2 separate regions of the Mus musculus genome follow, and region 2 is linked to region 1. A link is a contact called in public Hi-C data. All regions are on one chromosome and are shown on one strand. The core of a region is the stretch at or near the end of the contact, and the rest is flanking DNA. Distances in the headings are between cores, read along the strand shown. Region 1 holds the start of Tnc (tenascin C). Region 2 overlaps 8030451A03Rik (a long non-coding RNA gene).

The links. Hi-C and Micro-C count contacts between places; a contact is called where the count stands out from the background.
Region 2: a contact with region 1 is called in a Hi-C map of cortical neurons, with 1.7 times the contacts expected there. The contact joins the enhancer-like site here to the promoter of Tnc in region 1. A contact is called at or near these places in 2 of 39 promoter capture datasets (hippocampal neurons and macrophages), 6 of 484 Hi-C or Micro-C datasets (the AML12 cell line, adipose-derived mesenchymal stem cells, cortical neurons and 3 more) and 2 of 115 datasets of contacts at active chromatin or transcription factors (embryonic fibroblasts and neural progenitor cells).

Annotation. Positions count from the first base shown.
Region 1 is chr4:64,044,676-64,048,546 of GRCm38.p6, reverse strand. Tnc (tenascin C) reads left to right here and starts at 1,611. Exons shown (of 27, transcript NM_001369211.1): 1 at 1,611-1,798. The region is part of intron 4 of 8030451A03Rik (a long non-coding RNA gene); the gene reads right to left.
Region 2 is chr4:64,121,930-64,125,800 of GRCm38.p6, reverse strand. It overlaps 8030451A03Rik (a long non-coding RNA gene), which reads right to left. Exons shown (of 12, transcript XR_881356.2): 8 at 1,145-1,321; 9 at 656-781. Among named protein-coding and RNA genes, the nearest start is that of Gm31115, 30 kb to the left of the region's middle. Within about 2 kb of position 1,925, at least 10 of the 459 cell types and tissues checked have an H3K27ac peak or open chromatin away from gene starts, as enhancers often do. A contact at or near this core is called in cortical neurons, where this site is marked.

The DNA.
Region 1 (3,871 bases), core at 362-2,861:
TCTCTGCTAACTGAGAAGAGGTAGCCTGGGTCTGCTTAGGAAAGCCTAGAGGCGTGGAAGCATTCACTACTGGTGGAAAGACAGGCTTGTGCCACTGAAATATGTTTTGGCTAACACGCAGAATGAAAAAATTCCCAAAGCAACCAACATCTGAATCAGCCCAAATGGTTTAAAAGTTCAAATGAGTCGTTTTACGACATGACTATTTATGGCTGTTCCTGATGTCTGAGCGGTGTGTGTGTGTGTGTGTGTGGGGGGGGGGGGGATAGGGAACACTTAAGCAGGCAGTCTTCGAGTCCTGGAATCGGTGCCACCCTAGGGATAGCCTAATTTTGTCTTGCTTTATTCTCCCAGGGAGATTGAAACTAAATGTTATGAGAAAGGCTGAAGGATGGTATCAATCAGTAAGTGGATGGTTGAAATTTCCGATAATAGTTGTTAATTAAAACATCAGAAGTCTCTTCTAAATTACAGAACAAAGAGATGCATTTTCCACAGTCCAGCAAAGCAGCTGTGTCTGTTGTCATGGGTGACAGTTTCCTACTTAAGCATCACTCACTGTTTCTGGTCACCAATGTGTCATGGAGCCATGAATTCTAAGTGCTTCCCAGGCACAATTCCTTGATGGCATTAAACTGCTTCTCTAAATTGCAGGGTATAAGCACTGTCCCAAACAAGCCCAGAAGTACCGTGAGCTGAGCTTGGCCCCAGGTGCCTTGGGGATACTTTAACATGCTAAATGAGGACTTCAACCTAAATAGTGTTACCTTTTGAAATATATTAGTGCTTCTCTAAGAAAAAAAAAAAAAAGTCTTCACTCAGCACCTAGGTACACTGAGAGCTCAGGAGTACACCCTGAGCTAAGTACTACACCCTACTTAGTAGACCCTACTAAGTAGAAAGCACTTAGTATGTGGCATAAACAATGTCAAAAAGTGACTCCTGAGGGGACATTGGGATCTGGATAAAGATTCCTCCAGGCAGCTGGGCACCGCTGGGTCCTGCTTCAGAAAAGCTCACTTTTCTAAGCTCCCAGTATGGTTCCCACCTGCTGAGAACTAATCTTGGGTTATCTCCAAGCTGGCCAAGAGAAACCTGAACTGCCCCGGGCTTGCTCAACTCTCCTCGATCTCCTCTTTCCAGGAACTCAGGTTCAGCCCTCAGGCTTTCTCCGAGGTGCCACCCCGCAGCTGCTGCCCAGAGCCTGAGGGAACCCAGGTCGTGTTTCCAGCTTGCTCTAGTCCAGGAGCAGCGCCAGGATCCAGTTCCCTCATATCCCAGTTCCCAAGGCTTCTGTTTCACAATTAGAATACTCATTTGTGGAGCAATGCAAAAATCACACTTCACTAACAACTACTCTGCGGGGGCGGAGGGAGCTGAAATTCCTACTTTTTTTTTTCTTCACTATAAATTGTATGCAAATGGTCCGTTAGCTGGCGGCGCGCCTGGAGTGAGTGCGTCTTTCATGAGCTAACCCTGTTCCGCTGGGAGGGCTGTGCCTTTAACTCACCAACTGAAAAAAAAAAAAGTGGGAAAGGATGTCTGGAGGCGAGGCGTCCCATTACAGAGGAAGGAGCTCCCTATATAAGCCTGCCAAAGCTGGCTGCTCCGGCCACAGCCTGCCTACTGTCACGCGTCTCTCCCGCGCGCAGACACACACCCTAGCCTCTGGTGGGCACAGACAGTGGCTGGGAAGACGCTAGGGACCGCGCGCTTGGGAACTCGTTGTGGCTTAACCCAGGTACTTCTTCACGGAGCTGGTGCACCCAGAGACTTTGCTTTTCCCGACCTGGAAAAGGTGAGTCTGTTGATCCCATCACCCAGGATCTTTCTGGTGTGCTCCTGGCATTCCCGGTACCCAGTAAGATGTGGGTTTGTAACTATAAAACTTTTGTTTAATTTCCAAGCCCGGTGTGATCAGATGCGGCCCGATTATTCTGTGCTTGCCCTCCTGCGGTCATGTATTTGGTATGGATCTGTCAATAGTCAGAGGAACTCAGGGAACTTTTGGTAAAGTTTTGTCTCTGCCTTTCTTTGGAGGAAATGTCTTACTTTAACTCTTACCCTTTTACCTCGTTGATTCTCACCTGTGGATTTTCCCCTTTTGGAGCGTTAGAGAAGTTGCATTTTAAAGTGGCATTCACTCACAGCACTTGGGTGGGATGAGTACCACGTACCCGTAGTAGGGAGAACACAACCGTGCATCTACACAGTCTCAGCACTTGACAGTTTTCGTTCCCCTCTTGTCCCATTTGATCCTCAGTGTCCACTCTGGGGAAAGATAAGAGCTGGATACCAGAGCTAGGAGATGAGTTCTGGGCACGGATGAAAAGCCCACAGGCTGTAAGATGAAACTGGTGGGCACGTCTGTGGGTTCTTGAAGCAGGGTGCCATCCTCCTGATTCAGAGACCTCAGGTGGGGCATGTGTAGAAGGTTTGGAGGCATCTGAACCCCATATTGCTCCCAAATCGGCCTCCCTCCTGACACTTTATCCCAGAACCCCAGTAACATATTCCCTTCCCTGGTGAACTTTGGAAAGAGCACAGAGATTCCTCTATGCCATCGTTGTGACAGGGGGAATAAGAGGTTGGGGTTTGACCCTAGAAGTGGCTTGGGCATTCCCACTAGTGCCACTACAACATAAATGTGTCAGGAAAATATGTAACTTCTATGGACCTTAGTTTCCACTTCTCTAAAGTGGGGACAGCAGCTCCCCTTATAATGAGGAGCGAATGAGGAACAAAAAAGATCAAATCAGCAACTGGGCAATCTCTGTCATGGCCCAAAGCTGCCAACACCCTGGACGTGAAAAGCGGGGCCTCTTAACCCAGTTTTTCAGTGTGTCTGCTTACCCCCAAAGCCTCTGCCTTCTTATCTTGCCCAATCTGAGACAGCCTGCTAGCCTGGCACGTAGTGTTTTACAAGCAAGGGGTGTGTTGGCACCATTAGGAGAAAAGGTGGCAGCCTCGGGCTTGATGTGAATCTGGAGTTCTGACTCCAGAATGTCCTCAGGCATTTACAGGCTGAAGTGCTTGGCTATGGAGTGCTGTGTGGCTGGTGGTCTTTGGAATCAGATTCTTTGCCTCAGAGGATGAGCCAGACTGGGAGCTCTCTTTAAGAGTGAATGCCTCTTTTTCGTGTGTTTTCGTGGAATCTTTTTTTTTCTTTGTTTTATAGAGCTTTCCCTATATGCACCTTAGAAATGAAAGCTGCTCCCCACCCCACTGCCTTTCCTGAGATGCAACAAAGCTCACCAGGGCTGGTGAGAGGCATGCTCTGTCTAAATAAGCTGATGGAAAGTTCTCCTGTCCTATGAACCAAGGCTTTCGAAGGGCATGGGGGATGGGGGTAGTGTGCCTTGGCCTGGTACATTCCAAGAATGTGACCACATCTAGGGAAAGAAGGGGGTGCAGTGTGTGAATATTCTCTGGGTTACTCAAATGGGGTGAGCACGAGAGAGAGAGAGAGAGAGAGAGAGAGAGAGACAGAGACAGAGACAGAGACAGAGACAGAGACAGAGAGAATGGGTGAAGCCAAGCTTGGTAATCACCCACTCCCTCATTTGTTCAAAACACCTAGCTTCGCGCTCTTGGCCTCTCTTTCCCCTGTCTCAAGAGGTGACAAGGCTTCCATCCATCAGTTTTGTCACTCATACAAAGAGGGTGAGGAGTTACCTCTCCTGGGGCTCTGTGACATACACACCAGAAGAGTTCAATAGACAGAGGTGTTTCTGTTTACCTTGTTACTAGATCACAGATACTTTCAAGATTAATGTCCTAAACAAATGTTTGTCAAGTTTAACAATAGAAGCAGTTATTAATAAATTATGAACAACCCTCCTCCCTGAGTTTCTGACAGATAAAAATGAGG
Region 2 (3,871 bases), core at 676-3,175, 77 kb before region 1:
CACAGGGGAGAAACTTTTCCTTCCCATGCGGTCTGAAGATCACCACTCCTTACGTTAGCTTTGTAATTACATCAACACTTGGTTTCCTTCCTAACAAAATTAATTGTACAACAGTATAACACTAGATTGGAAATAAGTATCAAAACAGAAGAATGTATGTCTTGTCTAGTTTTAGAGGGACTTCAAGAACCAAAAATCATGTTTGATGTATAATTAAAAAAATAGACCTCTGTTGAATTAGTACATATATATGAACTCTTTCGTCAAATTTTTATAAAAAATAAATCCTTTCAGTGATTGAAGATAAAGGTCTGGCAGCTATGAGGAATGAATGTCTGAGATGTACGGGTGGAATTCAGACTATTGTATGTTTTCCTGAATGTTATCTGCTTTAAGCAGATGAAGCTTCATATTCCATTGGCATCTCTTTGCATTTATCTGTTTAGTTCAAATTACTTCTCAAAATCAGAGGTTTTAAATACTACATTAAAAATAGAACTATCAAAATTATGTGCAAGGGACCATAGTTGAAATTCATTCTTATACTCCACATGGGTAAGGAACATTACAAGGAGCCCACTACCTCTCATCTATCACCTCCAAATATCAACACTGAAAAAGAAAGAAAAAAGAAGCAGAAACTCCAAGGTCTTACCCGTGGAGTAGACTCTGAATGGCTCCTGCTCCTGGCTACTAAGGCGTTGATTCTACCTCTGCTCTCCATGGCTACCCACTGCCCCAAGCCAGCTGCTTTGCTTTTGTGATTCACTGGGTCTGACATCTGGCAGAAAAGACATATGTGCTGACATAAGAAATAACAAGGAGCCTGCATTGCCTCTAGGAAAGACCCCTGCCTTCTGATGTCAGAAAGAGGCGAGGAGCTTAGAGTGCTACATTTAGCATTGGACTGCTTCAGCCTTTCCGCCACTAGACCAGCTCTCAGAACTTTACAAGCAAGTTGTAAAAAGTGGACTCAAATGTGAAACATGAAGTAAATCCCTTATTGCCAGATCTCTACCTCCTTCAAATGGAATTGAGCCCCAGACCTAATGGGAGGTAAAGTGAGGAACTGGAAGAGGGGGATCTAGTTAGCATTTTAAAGCTAATAAAAGAAGAAAAAGAAATCAAAACCAGGCATTTGTACTTTCTCTGATTGCAGACAAAGCATGACTTCATTTACAAGGTTGAAGAGTCTCTGTCTGCTATGACTCAATAGCATCCCTTGAGTCATGCCTTGGTTCCCTCTCTGCCCCAGTCTGTGCTCCCTCTGTGCCTCTGATGGATGTAAAAATCTCAACTTCCAAATCTCTTGTTTCAGGACCTATAAAAAATACCAAAGAAAATGTTATCAATTTTAAGATAACTGTTTAAAGCAAACAACTGAGAAACAGGAGTTCATTTTTTTTTCTCATCTAGAAATAGCCAGCAAACTCCTTCTCCAACATGGTTGGATATGTTTGATTTCCATCTGGTCTGAATGTTTTGTCATTCAACACTCATAAAAATTTTACTCTCCTCAAGGAAAGAATCACAAGGCTCCATGCATTCTTCTACCTCTCAAAATATACTTTCCTGTAATTAGTCCTTGACAAATTCAAGATGTACATGAGCTAAGAGGTATTTGTAATATAGTGGGGGGGGGGCAGAGTTGGAGACTTGGCTGAGAAACTAGAGAGTGTTCATTTGAATACCACATCTGAGCATCTCACTGGACGCTGGGAAATTTTCTGAGATGCACTTGATATCACATGTGGACTGTAGTGTGATTGTGTGTGTATGTGTGTGTGTGTTTCTGCTTCTATGCATTTGTGTGTTTTCTTTCATTTGCCAAGCAACAGACTTAAATGCTGAGCTCAGACTCCGATAAGCATAGCAATGCAGCTTCTCTATCTGCATTGGGCACAGCAGCTGCTTAACAAGCTGGTCATCCTTCTGTTCTCAGGCTCTGGGATTCTTTACATGCTCCCCAGATCAGACTGAGAAGAGGAAGCCCTGCTACGAGTGTCCTCCATTTTGCACCAAGCTCAAGAAAGCTGTCCAGACATGGTAAACTACAACTTCAGTAGTAATGTGCAACAGATCTTCAAGCCATTCCAGTCTTTTCTTCAAGCTCTGGCATATTCTCCCTGGATCTGTCTGGGTGCAAACTCCAGGGAAGTACATTGAATGAAGACCCATTGGGGCCCCCAATTGGAAGAAGCAGCTATAAAATCAGCTCTGCTAAGGATGGCTAGGTATTTCCCATCTCCATGTTTCAGTGTACTGCTCTGTATATGTAGAACTTATAATCCTGGTGCAGGCCTGATTCAGCAATGAATACAAGAACCCAAGGAGTAGGGTTAGGCTTTATCATCTGCACATCTTTTTATATGCGCAATGAATTATATTAGCAACAGTAATTTTAAAGTTGGGTGGGCCATTTCATCGATTTCACAAGACAGTGTTACTTTATACAAACAGAAATTACACTTCCAGCAAAATCTTGGTAGTGTATGCAATGGTGTCAGCATTTGGAGGCTGATTATGGGATGGATCTAGATGGATCTACATGGATCTGGCACTCTCTAGATGATCCATTCTTTCGTCTCAGCTCCAAACTTTGTCTCTGTAACTCCTTCCATGGGTGTTCTGTTTCCACTTCTAAGAAGGGGCAAAGTATCCACACTTTGGTCTTCATTCTTCTTGAGTTTCATGTGTTTTGCAAATTGTATCTTATATCTTGGGTATTCTAAGTTTCTGGGCTAATATCCACTTATCAGTGAGTACATATCAGGTGAGTTCTTTTGTGATTGGGTTACCTCACTCAGGATGATGCCCTCCAGCTCCATCCATTTGCCTAGGAATTTCATAAATTCATTCTTTTTAATAGCTGAGTAGTACTTCATTATGACCCTGATATAGCTGTCTCTTTTGAGGCTATTCTTGGGCCTAGCAAACACAGAAGTAGATGCTCACAGTCAGCTATTGGATGGATCACAGGGCCCCCAATGGAGGAGCTAGAGAAAATACCCAAAGAGCTAAAGGGATCTGCAACCCTTTAGGTGGAACAACAATATGAACTAACCAGTACCCCGGAGCTCGTGTCTCTAGCTGCATATGTATCAGAAGATGGCCTAGTTGTCCATCAGTGGAAAAAGAGGCACATTGGTCTTGCAAAATTTATATGCCTCAGTACAGGGAAACACCAGGGCCAAGAAGTGGGAGTGGGTGGGTAGGGGAGTTGGGGAGGAGGGTATGGGGGACTTTTGGGATAGCATTGGAAATGTAAATGAAGAAAATACCTAATAAAAAAGAAAAGAAATTACACTTCCAACAGATCCAAGTTCAATTTCAATTCACAAAACTCATGAGGCATTTTATAACCACCTATAACTCAATTTCCAAGGAGTCCACCAAAAAGAAATTACAATTGGTCATTCCTTATCACTGGATTTCTTTTCTTAGAATTAAGTCATTCCAAAATATTTTTAAAATAAAATTGTGGGACTATGAATCTAGCTTAGTTGGTAGAGGTCTATTTCTACATACATATATACATACATACAAACATACATACATACATACATACACACACACACATGAACATGAGCATGTGTTCGCACCCCATAGGACTATATGGTATACCTTAAGTATTCACATTACCAACAATCTTTAAGTAAAAATCGTTAACAAAATGAGAACAAAGAAAGTGTGAAATAGTTTATGGTAGGTAGACAAAGAAAGAATAATGACTGTGTATTAGTTATCTATTACCACATAATAAATTAACACAAACTAATAATGACAACCTAAAGGTAGTACATACTACCATTAGTACAAACATGGGAATTACAGCCTTCCCAGTGGCATACACAGTTGTAAGCATTTTTAT